3 separate regions of the Mus musculus genome follow, and regions 1 and 3 are each linked to region 2. The links are chromatin contacts, called in public HiChIP or PLAC-seq maps. All regions are on one chromosome and are shown on one strand. Each heading gives the region's core, a stretch centred on a gene start, on an enhancer-like site or on the middle of the called end of the contact. The rest is flanking DNA. Distances are from core to core; before and after follow the strand shown.

Evidence for each region. HiChIP or PLAC-seq counts read pairs in DNA pulled down with a chosen protein or histone mark.
Region 1: a contact with region 2 is called in an H3K27ac HiChIP or PLAC-seq map of large pre-B cells, with 4 times the contacts expected there. The contact joins two enhancer-like sites. A contact is called at or near these places in 6 of 39 promoter capture datasets (the C10 cell line, cranial neural crest, frontonasal cranial neural crest and 3 more), 3 of 15 datasets of contacts at CTCF or cohesin (CD8 T cells, the NIH/3T3 cell line and pro-B cells), 4 of 484 Hi-C or Micro-C datasets (bone marrow-derived macrophages, embryonic fibroblasts, embryonic stem cells and 1 more), 3 of 115 datasets of contacts at active chromatin or transcription factors (embryonic basal ganglia, large pre-B cells and stem cell-derived neural progenitor cells) and 1 of 9 other capture datasets (embryonic stem cells).
Region 3: a contact with region 2 is called in an H3K27ac HiChIP or PLAC-seq map of microglia, with 4 times the contacts expected there. The contact joins two enhancer-like sites.

The regions. Positions count from the first base shown.
Region 1 is chr12:99,847,497-99,852,157 of GRCm38.p6, forward strand. The region is part of intron 5 of Efcab11 (EF-hand calcium binding domain 11); the gene reads right to left. Among named protein-coding and RNA genes, the nearest start is that of Efcab11, 34 kb to the right of the region's middle. Within about 2 kb of position 1,760, at least 8 of the 459 cell types and tissues checked have an H3K27ac peak or open chromatin away from gene starts, as enhancers often do. A contact at or near this core is called in pro-B cells, where this site is marked.
Region 2 is chr12:99,324,081-99,328,788 of GRCm38.p6, forward strand. The region is part of intron 3 of Foxn3 (forkhead box N3); the gene reads right to left. Gm46371 (a long non-coding RNA gene) reads right to left here. Exons shown (of 2, transcript XR_001780668.2): 1 at 1-4,708. Among named protein-coding and RNA genes, the nearest start is that of Gm46371, 4.2 kb to the right of the region's middle. Within about 2 kb of position 2,206, at least 40 of the 459 cell types and tissues checked have an H3K27ac peak or open chromatin away from gene starts, as enhancers often do. A contact at or near this core is called in microglia and pro-B cells, where this site is marked.
Region 3 is chr12:99,976,837-99,981,499 of GRCm38.p6, forward strand. All of the region lies in intron 2 of Kcnk13 (potassium channel, subfamily K, member 13), which reads left to right. Among named protein-coding and RNA genes, the nearest start is that of Kcnk13, 15 kb to the left of the region's middle. Within about 2 kb of position 2,890, at least 14 of the 459 cell types and tissues checked have an H3K27ac peak or open chromatin away from gene starts, as enhancers often do. A contact at or near this core is called in microglia, where this site is marked.

The DNA.
Region 1 (4,661 bases), core at 510-3,009, 520 kb after region 2:
AAAACTATTTATGTACATAGATTTTATATTTTTCAATTCTGATTAATATATAATAATAATAATATATATATATATACATATATACATACACATATATGTATATATCTATATACACACACATGTATATATATGTGGTATGGCATGGTATTTCACGAATCTACCTGTTTGGGCAGAACACACAAATCTAGCTAGTGACCTCTGCCTATGTATGGCTATGAATAATGAGAAATGACTTCAAGTCTTTTTATATTTTCCTATACAGAAGCAAACAAATAGTTAAAGATGAACAACCACACTCACCAGAGTAGACACCGACTATAAGAACTCTGATCTTATGAAGGTCACATGACTATACTCAAGTCACACTCCAATATACAAAGTAAAGGCAGGAAAATAACTGTACCAGACAGAGATGGTTCAAGAAAATTATACATAACATTGTTTGCTCAAGGGCATGGGGGCAGCCAAAGAACACAGCGAGGGATAAGACTTCAAGAGTTGCAAATGATCTGAAGAACACAAGGTCTGTCCTTTAGGTCCATCGATGCTGAAAGACTCCTCACCCAGGAAAACAGAAGAGTCTGTTGGCTCGTTTACCCCAGCTCAAGACAACCTTTCCATCTATTACAGCTGTGACATGAGCCATATATATATTTTTTTTGCCAAGTATATACATCACCCCTTTTAAAATTGCATTCCTACACTCCAACCTCCTACCAACACTCAGACATTGATCACGTATTATTTAATAAGTCATGATGTTCTTATTTTCAACCAATCTTTAATACCTCTCAAAAGAGGGACTAAGTACTTTGAACTTCCTCCAAGTAATATGAAGAAGAAGGTTCTTACATGAGAGATATTCCTTATAACTTGATGTCTCCATACACTGCCGGAGGGCACAAGGTGGCTCAGTGTTTCCGCTGTTGACTGCTCTGTAGCAATCCAGCTCTGCACTCAGGAGCCTGGTTAAGGCTCTGGCCGTTGGCATGGGCACTTTCTGTTTAAAACCTGGGAAGCAGAGTAGGTTTGTCAGAGCTCTTTGCCAGTGCTCAGGTGGTGGGAATGTAGAAATACCAGTGCTCACGATAAGATGGAGACAGGCCCAAACGGGGTGAAATAAACATATATACATGCAAGGAAAGATGTCCACTCCCTGATGATAGCTGAGGCTAAACCATAAACTAACTCACCCAGCCCCAGTAAAGCAGAGAGGCAGTCAAGAGATTAATTCATGAAAATTACATGCAAGAAGAGAAGACAGAAAGCCACATGTGGCCATCAGGGTCTGCTCTTAAGTTTACAGAACTCCCTCCTAGTTTGTGAGAAATAAGCCACGAAGAAAGCTATAAATGAGCATTTTTACTGTCACTGGGTGATTCAAATTAGTGACAAATGGACCAGCAATCATTTATTAACCACAGTGCAGAAGGCAACTTGCTAGTGAGCAAAGACGGTGGGAGATTTGTCCATAAACTCAAGGAGCTTGAAGTATGTTATGGGGATAATCATAAACACTGCATTTTTGTTCGGCACAAAACTGATTAATGGATAACAATAAATCCTATCCAAGTTTAAAGAAACGAGACTCATCTGTTCAATGCAGGAATAAGCAGGGTCGACTAGCAGTACTAGAGAAGAGAGTTCAAATCTGGACAGCAGGGCAAGGCCGTGCTAGGCCAGGAAAGCAATGCAGTGAGAGCGCACATCACACAGTCGACAGCACAAACGTCAAGCCAAGGGAGACAGGCGTTCAAGACAAGCCTGAGAAGGAACCAGATGTTAGAAAGGAAGCCAGATGTTGGAGGGCCAGGTTAAAGAGTTCTAACTGTTCTCAGTCGACTCACAAAAGATTTTTTTTGAACATAAAAAGACAACACTATGAAGTTTGCAATAGGTTCCATTAGTGTTAAAGAGGAAACATGATGCTTGTTCTGATCACTACGTGGGGGAAGTCAAGAAAAAGAGTTGACTAAACTTCTGAATGCAGCAGTATCTTGCTTATAGCCTCAGTCAGTGCCTTCCATACACAAGCTCACTAAGCATGGCTACAAATCTAAGGTGAAAGTTCTGAGTTTCAAATACTGAAAGCGCTCTCTCTCTCGCTCGCTCTCGCTCTCTCTCTCCTCTCTCTCTCGCTCACTCACTCTCTCGCTTTCTTTCCTCTTTCCTCATTTTTTTGTTTTGAAACAGGGTTTCATGTGGTTCAGGCGGGGCTAGAACTTATCTGGCTGAGTCAGGCCTCGAACTCTTGAGCCTCCTGTGTTGCTCATCTCTCAAAAGCTGATATTATGGGTGAGTGACACCATATTCTGCCTAGTAATAAAGTCTCCAAAATTATTGTTTCCCCGATAAAGCAATTGCATCTCTACAATGAGATTGAAAACACACATAAATGGCATAGAGGAGATATTATAAAGCAAGAATACAGCAAAGTAACGAAAGGACAGGAAGTATCAGTTGGTATAGCTCAACAAAGAAACAGAAGGCAAAGCCACAAGCAAATCAGACAAGGAAAGCCACAATGGCCAGGTCACACATGGCCAGGTCACACATGGCCAGGTCACACATGGCCAGGTCACACATGGCCAGGTCACACATGGCCAGGTCACACATGGCCAGGTCACACATGGAGACAGACATTACAGGAAACATACTAGAAAGCATGGTGAGACGATTTCACAACTCTAACTCCTGTTCCAGGGAATCTAATGCCCTCTTTTGGCCTCCATAGGCAACTACACTTACATGCACAAACCCTCACACAAACGCACATGCCTACAAATAATTTAATATCAAAAAAAAAACTTTAAAAAGGACTTTCAACATAAACAAACCAGAATTTCATAGAAAAAAAAGTTGACTAAGAAATTTTAGCATTGACTCATTATATAATTTTATTCAAGTACAATGTTCCAACTGCTGAACATAAAAGGTAATTGGAAACATGGTTTTTGCGATTCTTAGAAGCAAACGTATAGAACATGAGTCAGAGACGAGCTTTGAATTCACCTAACTGTAGGACTAACAAGACAGTAAAGGAAGAGGCAATGGCTACAGAGCAGCCAGAACACGAATTTTAGAAATAAATACATATATTGAAAACCAAATTGCTTTCAGTTATAATATAACCACTAAAAACATCAACAAAATGGCCAACTATTCACCAGTATTATAAAAATATCTTATTTTGTTCCTGTGGCATTCTGAACTAATTATGAACATGCCGACATTCTTATCAAGTTGGAAGGTAAACTATCTCTGCTGCATCGGGTCTCAGAGGGTTTTGGCTTTGCTCTTTGTGTACTTGGTCTTATAACTGATTCTCTGTGAGTCTGACTTGGTTTATACACTGAGAACGTAACTAGGGTGGTCACCTCTGAAGCTGACTACTTTTGCTCTCTAGACATTTCTCTGGAAGAACCTGGCAGTCATTAGATTGAAAGATCCAGTTTCCCCCTAGACCCTCAAGACACAAGGAACTCTTGTCCTGCTGGAATTCCTCCATCTTCTCTGGCCTCTTGAAAAGCAAGCCTAGCCCTGGACACCTCACAGCAGCGCACGTCATCACAGCAGCGTACGTCATCATGAAGAGCCCCAGCAGTGCTTTTTTATTTTCCTGTGACTGAAAAACACTCATACCACCAGCACAGGGACGCTGACTGTGTGTCAGATAGCTCTACTTTGGCTTATTTCAATCTGCACAAAGAGGAAGTATTTTTCTTTCTCTTTTGAGTTCAATAATTGTTTATGTTTATATTCTTTTCTTTCTAGTTTATAGAGTATGATGTTAATATAATATACTAATTTTGAAAAGATTTCCTCTTTCTGTATATGTGCACCTGTGTTCAGGTTCCCTTGGAAGCCAAGAGAGCGTCAGACGGAATGGAAGTCACAGGAATGGAGTCACCCAGTGTGTGTGCTGTCTCTGCAAAGACAGCAGATTATCTTAACTGCTGAGCCTTTCTCCAGCCCAATACAATGGATTTAAGCAAGACATATGCGACCAACTAAAATGCCTTCTTTTGGTTGTATATTATGATCTCCAAGTTGTCTTGGGCATACAACACTAGTAAACAGCACACGATTTGGTAGCACATAAGCCACAATGGAAATACACGCATTTACAGCGTATATGCACATGCACTATTATATTAATATATTATGTAATTATAAAATATAAAATAGCTAAGTAATTTAACATGTAGCTTTTACTATTAATGGCAAATAATCACATTATCACTAGAAATCTTTCATAACATTTAATAATAATGTGATTTTAATTTACTTTATTATTTTGGAACATCTTGACTTAATCTTTTCTGACTGAGCAATTTAAGGTTCAATTTGTTTTGAGGCCTGGTTTTAAGAGCCGTCATAGATACCTCAGAAAATTATGCGGCTCTAAATGAGACCAGGTGATCATGGCCCTGATACTCTCTGCTTTTAGTTCCGTCCTCTGATAATGAAAAGCTGGTTTCTAATTTGTTTAATTAATATTGTTTTGCTATAGCTGACTAGAACCCAGAAATAAGTATCTATCTTTCCTGATATCATAGATAGGTTTTGAAAATGTACTACATTTTGGAATTTATTATACAAAAATGAATTTTAATGTACCCTTTGACTATTTATTTATTTATTTATTTATTTATTTATTT
Region 2 (4,708 bases), core at 956-3,455:
CTCCAGACTTCATCTACACAAGCTCACGGAGACTGCCCAGTTGGTAACCCCACAAGACCTTACCATGCCTTATAGGAGAAGCAGCAAAACAGAAGAGAAGGAGATGCGCCGGGTGGTGGTGGCGCACACCTTTAATCCCAGCACTTGGGAGGCTGAAGCAGGTGGATCTCTGTAAGTTGGAGGCCATCCTGGTCTACAGAGCAAGTTCCAGGACAACCAAAGCTACACAGAGAAACACTGTCAGAGAAACGGCCGGGGGTGGGGGGAGGGGGAGTGGGGGGGGGGCCAGAGACAGAGAGACAGAGACACCCAGAAAGAGGGGGAGGGGAGGGAGGAGAGAAATAAGAGAAAAGAAGAAAAAGAGAAAAAGGTAATCCTCCAGCAGAGAGACCACACCAGAAACCACATCACTGTGGCAGGACTGAACATCGCCTTTCGCCATACACAGAGCAGGCTCAGCACTGGTAAAGGAACTGTTGGTGGGAGGCAGACTTCCCCAGCTAACCAGACTTCATATGCCCTCTAAAGAGCTGAGTTCTGTATTAATGTAATGGGGATTAAACAAATTAAACTGAGGATAAAACCCCAGGGCCTTTCCTTTTTTTTTCCTAAATAGAAAACCTAATAGGGTGCTCAATATACACACCTCAGAAGAACTGTGGGGTTTGCCAGGTGGTCCTCCACCAGTGTTACTCTGGCATCCTGGGCACACCAGCCACCACCCACTCCTCTTTTTGATCTTGGAGAGTGTAACTGGTATCTCACGGGTGGAGATTATGTATGCTTCTAAATGTCTAAAGAATCTCCAGTTCTGAATGCCAGCAGAGCTAACGTAGGAAAGACGAGAGTCGACCCAAGACCCCCACAGGCAAGCTAGGAGTTCCAAAGTCATTATCACGGCAGTCTCAATGTAACAAATGATGTCTGAAGCTCCTTAGCTCCCAGTAACCACTGGCAGAGCCAAAGGGGGCGCTTTGTATTGAGGAAGATCTGGGGGCTACGGAGGTTCTGGCAGGGTTGCTGGAAACACAGACCTGGTTGGTAGAGGGGGAGGGGGGTCAAAAGCAAAGAAGTGCTTGCAGTAAGAAAGTATCCAAAATCCTCAAGGCCGGCAGGTGACTCCAAGCTGTGGTAACTTTATGCACACAGAAACTGCTTTGTATTAAAGTCTCAAACATGTTACTCGGCTCAGAGAAAAGACACACATCCAACTTCCAGGAGCCTGTTGCCCCTGCCTACTTCTGTTCATCCAGTTATTTTGATTCTCAATCTCAAAGTAGGGCAAAAGCAGAGATGGATCTGCAGAGAAATCACTCTAAGTGACTCAGGCCCAGGAACCTGCCATCTCAGCTGCTATTTGCAAGAGTGCCTGCAGAGCTTATAAAAGGAAGAATAAACGGAGATTACGGCCATTTGTCTACTGGTTAGGGCAAAACATCACCCAAAGGATGGAGAAACTAAGAGAACCGCTACACAAACGGTTGCAATCATGACCGCTAGTGCAGATGAGACCATGGCTCAGCCTGACAAGCTGTGGAGATGTGGGCAGAGAATTCCAGCCTTAAGGCTGCCCCTGGATGCTGCGCTCTGGGGGTCCCTAGGAGGAAGGAACCTGTCTTGTTTGCATCCTCTTGTCTGGACCTGCACCCCTAAAGGGGTGGAACCAAAGGAAGGGATGGGTGCTAAAACGCAAAACAAAATCTTTGTGCCTTTTCCAGGGAGGGTGCTAAAACATACATAACATGAAGCTGCCATCTGAACTTTTTTTTTTTTAAGTGCAGCTAGGTGACGGTTGGGACATTCCTATTGTGTAATCAACTCTACCCCTATCTGTCTCCAGAGCATCATCCCAAACAGAAAATTACAGAGGAGATTTCTGTGACGGGCTTCCTTAGGCTGTTTAGCACAGTGTCTCCACGGCTCATCCACGTTGCGGCACGTCCTTTTTAAGGCTGACTAGTGCTTCCCCGTGCACATTCTGCCTGACCACCTACGGATGGCCTCTGGGTTGTTTGCACCAGCACTGATGTCGTTTAACAAGGTGTTAAGTGTACTTAGCCAGTGTGCTGAATGAAGGGGGAGAGAGAAGATAAAAGCCTCAGATTCTCTGGTCGACCTCTGCAAGTGATCATAACCCCCACAGGAGACTCAAGTGTTTTTCCATGTAAAGAGGAAGTGAATTAGACTGGTGTTCTCCAGAAACTTTTGGCTGTCTTCTGGAGTAAGAAATAGATGTTTCGTTCTGACTGACTTCACACAAGCACACAGACATAACTGAAACTCAAGGTGCACAAAACCCTGCCCTACGGTGAGCGAGCTCTCAACATCTGCTGCTGCCGACTCCATTATTTCTCGGAAAGAGAGAGAGTCCCAGGCACTAAACTGATCTCACCGCCACCACAGAGTGACAAATTACTTAAGACACGCTATTTTAGGTATTTGTTTTCTTCCAAACTGGTATCCCTTAGACTATGCTAATAACTAGGGTACCATCACTTTTTAAAGTATCAGTTTCGTAAAGTAGAGAACTCTCTAGTACTACAAAGAAACACCGTGAGTTGCACTCCCCCCAATTTTTGACCATGAAAAGAGTCACATAAAATCAAAAGGGGCATCCCAATGTCTACTGCAGGTGGTCCTACCAAGCCCTTTGGGGAGCTCTACACTGGGTCACGGAAAAGTCCTGTCAACTCCAGCAATTCTGTGATGTGGGACGAAAAATCTTAGCATGGGTTTTCCTTTGCAAGAAACAGAAATAAGCACAAACCGTAGGAGCTGCACCTCCCAAAAGATACACAGCACCCACTCCTATCCACAGTTGAAACACTAATCTGTTTCCTTTTAAGAACAAATTTCTATTCGGAACAAAATAAAATGGAGATTATCAGATCAAATAAAAACCCACTAAAGATTTAGGACACCGTGGCTGAAAAGTCCAGAAGCGAGGACCAGGGCAGCGACTGTTTGGAAAGGACACCAGAGCAGGTGGGAGAAAACAGTTGCAGGATGCAAACTTGGAATTATGATGAGAGATTTAAGATCTCACATGCAAAAAGGTGAGTACAGCTAATAACATCTATAAACTTAAGTCTGTTAAGTGTGTGTAGGCCTTAAGCTTTACACACACACACACACACACACACACACACACACACACACACACACACACACGGGAGGGGGAAACATTAATTAGCCTGATTGTGAGCATTATTTTACAATACACACTTACATACATGGAAAGGTTAGGTTTCAACCTTTAATATATATTTATCAAATTTACTTAAAAAAAAAAACTGGGAAGGAATAACAGCAAAAATCCAAAAGTAACTGAGAAGGAGCCAATGGCCTGCCACGTTAATTGCAGATAATTCTCTCGTTAGCAACACTTCTGCTGAGGTGACTGAAAAGAGCCTCGGACCTGTTGTGTTTTGTCCCCCAGGCAGCTGGCTTGATGTGGCATACACAAACCAAAAGGACTGTACGGTGCATCTCCTTTCAGACTCCAATTCTTGTCTTAGCAGACCTCCAACGTTAAGGCCTATTCTAACTGTTAGAAGCGAATCCATGGAAGCCAGGCAGCCATTCAGTTTTATAAGACAGTCACTGCTTGATCCTGAGTGTGCCACACTGTGCCTTAGATCATCTGATCAGTGTGTGTGTGTGTGTGTGTGTGTGTGTGTACGTACAATGTGGGCTCCTGCTTAGAGACACTTTCTTTTTGATGAGTGGTAGCAAAATACATTGCTTTACCCACAATGATTTTAAAAAAAAAATACTCAAATCCAAAAGTGGTTAGCCCTCGTCAATTTTCCATACATAAAGAACTACAAGAAAAATGTGTGAACATTTATTCTGCAGGATGAAGAAAACAAGATGGATTCCAATGGTGGCGTTCAAGAACAAGAAAGCCTTTGGATGCAGTGGACTTCGACTCTTTCTTTTACTAAAGTCAATATAAATAACTCTTAAATCATAAAAACCAAGTCATTTTGAGAAAATACAGTATGATCTGTCCTGACTCCACCTACACCTGCTTTTCCAGCTTTTCTAAACTGGAGGCGCCCTGCAACATGAGTGTACCCCACTCACTCCTCCCCGTCCCCTAGGGTCCTCCTTCACCACCTGCTCAAGTTGTCTTTTCCTTCTAGTCCCTTCCCAACATCCTTCAAGGCCCTCCTTCCAGTGGCCCTCCTCTTTCCAGTGGCCCCTATTTTGGCTATGCCTTGCCAGTTTCTACCTCGGTGTCACAGGCTCATCCTGCCTATGGAATACCTAATAAAAGTAGCTTAAGGAAGGAAAAGTTGATCTTTGGCTCAGAGTTCAAGAGTCTGGTCCACCATGGCAGGGAAATCCCACTGGTAGAGAGAGCATCAGGCAGCTGAGAGAGACGGAGGCTCAGCTCGCTTTTTCCCCATTTAAAGTATTCTAGTTTTATTACTACCATGCATGTGTATGTATGCGTAGGCACATATGTAGCAGTCAGAGGACAACTCGGTACTACTCTGTGTGTGTGTGTGTGTGTGTGTGTGTGTGTGAGTGAAAGGGGTGGGGGGGGAGAGATCTCCATCTACGATTTGCTTCTGCTATGCTGCATAAGGCTAGTGGGCCCCAAGCTTCCGGACCCTCCGCCCTCTCTGGCTTTTACACGTCTTCTGGGAGTGGTGCTCAGGTTGCCTGGCTTGTGAAGCTTGGGCTCTTACCTCCCCAC
Region 3 (4,663 bases), core at 1,640-4,139, 650 kb after region 2:
GGCGGTACAGGCCCTTAATCCCAGCATTCAGGAGACACGGCCATGCAGATCTCTGAGTTCAAGGTCAGTCTACAGAGCAAGTTCCAGGACAGCTAAGCTTGGGCAGAAAAGAAGCTGAGAAGACTGGCTTCCAGGCAGCTAGGAGGAGGGTCTCAAAGCCCACCCCTAATGTGACACGCTTCCTCCAACAAGGCCATACCTCCTAATAGTGCCACTCCCTGGGCCAACCACACTCCATTGGAGAAAACAGGTTTTCCTCCTTTGTCTGCAGGTATCAATCACAAACAGATTCTTAGTTATAGGTGGGACTTTGTGTCCATTTATCCTGCCCAGTTCTGGGATTCTGTCTGATTTAAACCTGTGCGTGTCTTGTGCATGTTGTGACAGTCTCTGTGAGTTCTTATGTGTATCCGTCATGTTGTGTCTGAAAGACGCTGTTTCCTTAGAGTCATCCACCACTCTGGTTCTTAGACTCCTTCTACTTTCTCTTCAGCATAGATCCTGGAATCTTGGAAGGGTTTGCCAAAGACATTCCCTTTAGAACTGAGTGCTTCAACGTCTCTCAGTCCCTGTACATTGTCCAATTGTGTGTCTCTGACTTCATTCCCATCTTCTGCAAGAAGCATCTCTGATGAGGAATGAGTGAGGCACTGATCTGTGGATACAGCAACGTGTCTTTAGGAGGTACTGTATAGCTTTGTTTCTTTAGCAGAATAATAGTAGTAGATTTTCCCCCCTAGGACCATGGTTCTAGTCTTAGGTTCCTGGTCACTTTGGCATGTGTGTGTTCCATCTCAAGGAGTGTGCCTTAGATTTAAAACAAAACAAAACAAACAATTACCATCAGCCTGGTTGGTTACTTCCATAGCATTTGTACCATTATTACACAAGTATATCCTGTAGACACGTCTCTGTTGAGAGTTTATAGCTGGGGGACACTGAGAGTTACTTTCCTCCTTATGTAGTGTGAAAAGCACCTTTTAGTACATGAACATTAGTCAATAGGGGTGAAACTTCTAGTTGGGCACCAGCTAGATTTAATGGCTCCATGTTAATGGCTTAAATAATCGGTATGACCTCACCGTTAGGTGATTGAGAGTAGCCAGTAGCTGTGACAATAGTAACCTATGAGTTTGGGAGGGTCTAGGAGACCCCTTTAGCCACAGCTCAATAAGATGCAACCCATTCCCTGGAAGTTTTTACTTGGTGGTATAGGATGTCTCCCTTATTATATGGTGACTGCATTTAAATCCCTTTCATATATATATACATATATACATATATATATACATATATATATATACACCTTTCATTTATATATATACATATATATACATATCCTATATATATATCCATTTCATATATATATATCCCTTTCATTTCTATATATTCCATATATATGTATATATATTCCATATATATATGTAAAAGCTTATACAGAGTATGTTACCCTATGGCTTTCCAAAAGGCCTCCAATATTAGTTGTCCCTCCTTATCTCACCCCCGATGCCCCACTCTCCCACCTCCTTCCCCCTTGCTCCTCCTTACTCTAGCTTATCTTTATCTTTATCTTATACTCTCATTCCCTTCCTTTCTCCATCCTCCTCCCCGGTCCCTTCCAAACTCCCTAACCTCTGCAATTATTCAGACTGAAATACATGCATCTAAAGCTTAAAAGCTGCCACAGACCCTCTGGGCCCCTTTGTCTGCATGGAACGGGTCTCTAGTCGCAGGTGGGCAAAGCGTTAGATGAAATGACAGACAGATGTACACAGGAGAGGTTGTGTAGAATCTGAATGTAATTTGTCAAATTGAGCATCAAACTTTTTATACAGAAGAAAATAGGGAAGTTAGGTGACACATTGGCAAGGTACAGATGAGGTTACCTGATGCTTAATGACTCTTACACAAAACAGAGGAATGTAAACACAAAGACTGGCAGGAACTGGGCAATAAAATAACTGAGACAAAGTCAGCCCTATCTAAGGTCAGCTATAGTCTTAGGAGCCAGGTGTGAGGTCTTTACACTCCTAGGGCAAGGGCTTTCACTCCCAAGTCATGGTTCTAATTAGGGAGTTCCGCTCTAGCTAACCATCTCATGAATAATGCATTACTCTAAAACCACAGCCCCATCTACTTCCTAAACCATTGTAAATTCCTGTATATGGGAGCGACTTGGCTTTTATTCTAAGTGATAGTGTAATAGCAGAGGCAATTCTGAATGTCACTGAACAGGCAACATTCTTCCTGAATTCTAAGCCCATGGTCAGCTCAAGGACTTTCTAGGACATTGGAACACTGGTGAAGGCTTAGCTATGTCAGAATTCAATCTTAAAAGGCACTTATAATAAGATAATACTAAAAGAGAGCACTGGATCCATACACTAGACTAACGTGGTATTAGGGTATGAGTATATGGGTTAATGAGAACGCCAGAACTCCAGAAGGTGAGCTTCCATGAAACTCTCTGCCTCGTGAGTGGCTTTTAGGCTTCACAGCCTATCAAGCTGACTCGACCAGAGTGAGTGGCAAAAAGCTAAAATCCACCTCAAAGAGAAAGCATGCAATACTTGTCTTTGGGACTGGGTTATCTCATCCAGGATGATTGTTCTGAGCTCCATCCATTTACCTGCCAACTTTATCGTTTCATTTTTCTCCATAGCTGAGCGATATTCCAATGTATAAATGTATCACATTTTTGTTCTAGGTTGTTTCCCGTTTCTGGCCATGATGAATAGGGCAGCAATGAGTGTGGATAAGCAAGTATCTCTGTAATAAGAGGTAGAGTCCTTTGGGTATATATCCAAGAGTCATATAGCTGGACCTCTCTCGTGGTAGATCTATTTTCAGCTTGTTGAGGAAGTGCTACTCTGGTTTCCGTAGTAGATGTGCAAGTTTTTGTGATCCCTAACAGTGACTATGTGATGACTTCATTCTTTCCAGCACTTGCTGTCACTTGTTATACTGATCTGAACTATTCTGATGAGGTGAGATGGAATCTCAAAGTAGTTTTAATTTGCATTTCCTTGATGACTAAGGATGTCGAACATTTTAAAAGTACTTCTCAGCCATTTGATGTCTCATCTTTTAAGAATTCTATTTAGTTCTATATCACATCTTTTAATTGGGTTGATGTCTTAGCCAGGGTTTCTATTCCTGCACAAACATCATGACCAAGGAGCAAGTTGGGGAGCAAGGGTTTATTCATCTTACACTTCCATGTTGCTGTTCATCAAAAGGAAGTCAGGGCTGGAACTCAAGCAGGTCAGGAAGCAGGAGCTAGTGCAGAGACCATGAAGGTATGGTTGCTTACTTACTGGCTTGCTTTCTCTGCCTTGCTCAGCTTGCTTTCTTACAGAACCCAAGACTAACCAGCCCAGGGATGGCACCACCCATAATAGGCCCTCCCCCCTTGATCACCAACTGAGAAAATGCTCCACAGCTGGATCTCATGGAGGCATTTCCCCAATGGAAGTTCCTTTCTCTGTGATAACCCCAGCCTGTGTCAAGTTGGCACACAAAACCAGCCAGTATAGTTGTTTTCTTGATGTTCTGGAGTTGTTGTTTTTTTCCCCCAGTTCTTTATATATTCTAGTTAATAGCCCTCTCTCAGTTGTACAACTAGTAAAACATTTTTCCACTGGGTTGGTTGCTGCGTTATTCAAATGGTGATGTCCTTTGTGGTGCAGAGGATTTATAGCATCGTGGGGTCCTGTTTATTAATTGTTGGTTTTAATGTCTGTGCTCTCAATGTCCTTTCCAGAAAATTCTTTCCTGTGGCAATGAGCTCAGGCCTATTCCCCGTGTTCTCATCTATCAGATACAGGGTATCTGGTCTTACATTGAGGTCCTTTACTTATCTGAACTTGAGTTTGGTGATGTATAATAGATATGGATCTATTTTTGTCCTTCTACATACACCTATCCACTTTGACCAGTACCATTTGTTGAAGATACTGTCTTTTTTTTCCCCCCAGTGTTTATCTTTGGCTTCTTTGTTAGAAATCAAGTGTCCATAAGTGTGTAGAATTATGTCTGGCTCCTTGCTCCTGTTCCATTGATCAGTGGTGTCTGTTTTATGCCAATATCATGCTGTTTTTATTATAATAGCTCTTTAATGCACCTTGAAATCTGGGATGGGGATACCTTTAGCAACTTGTATTATTCAGGAATTATTCACAGTTGTTTTGACTATCTTGAGTTTTTGTTTTCTATAAAGTTGAAGTTTTTAAAAAAGTTTTATTAATCATTGTGTTGGAATTTCTATGGTGAGTGTGTTGAATCTGTAGATTTCTTTGGGTAGGATGGCCATTTTCACTCTAGTAAATACCAATTCACAGGCAAGAGCAATCTTTTCATCTTCTGGTGTCTTCTTTAATTTCTTTCTTCAATGTCTTAAGTTTTTTTTGTGTGTGGGGGTTGTTGTTTGTTTTGTTTTGTTTTAACTATACAAGTCTTTCACTCGCTTGGTTAGAGTTATCTCAAGATATTTTTTATTCAGTCTATTGTAAAAGCCACTGTTTTCCTGGTTTATTTCTCAGCAGGTGAGTTAGTTGTATGAAGCAAGGCTACCAATTTTTGTTTTAATTCTGCTACTTGGCTAAAGTGTTTATCAGCTGTAGAAGTTTCCTGGTGGAGTCTTTAGGATGTTTTTATGTATAAA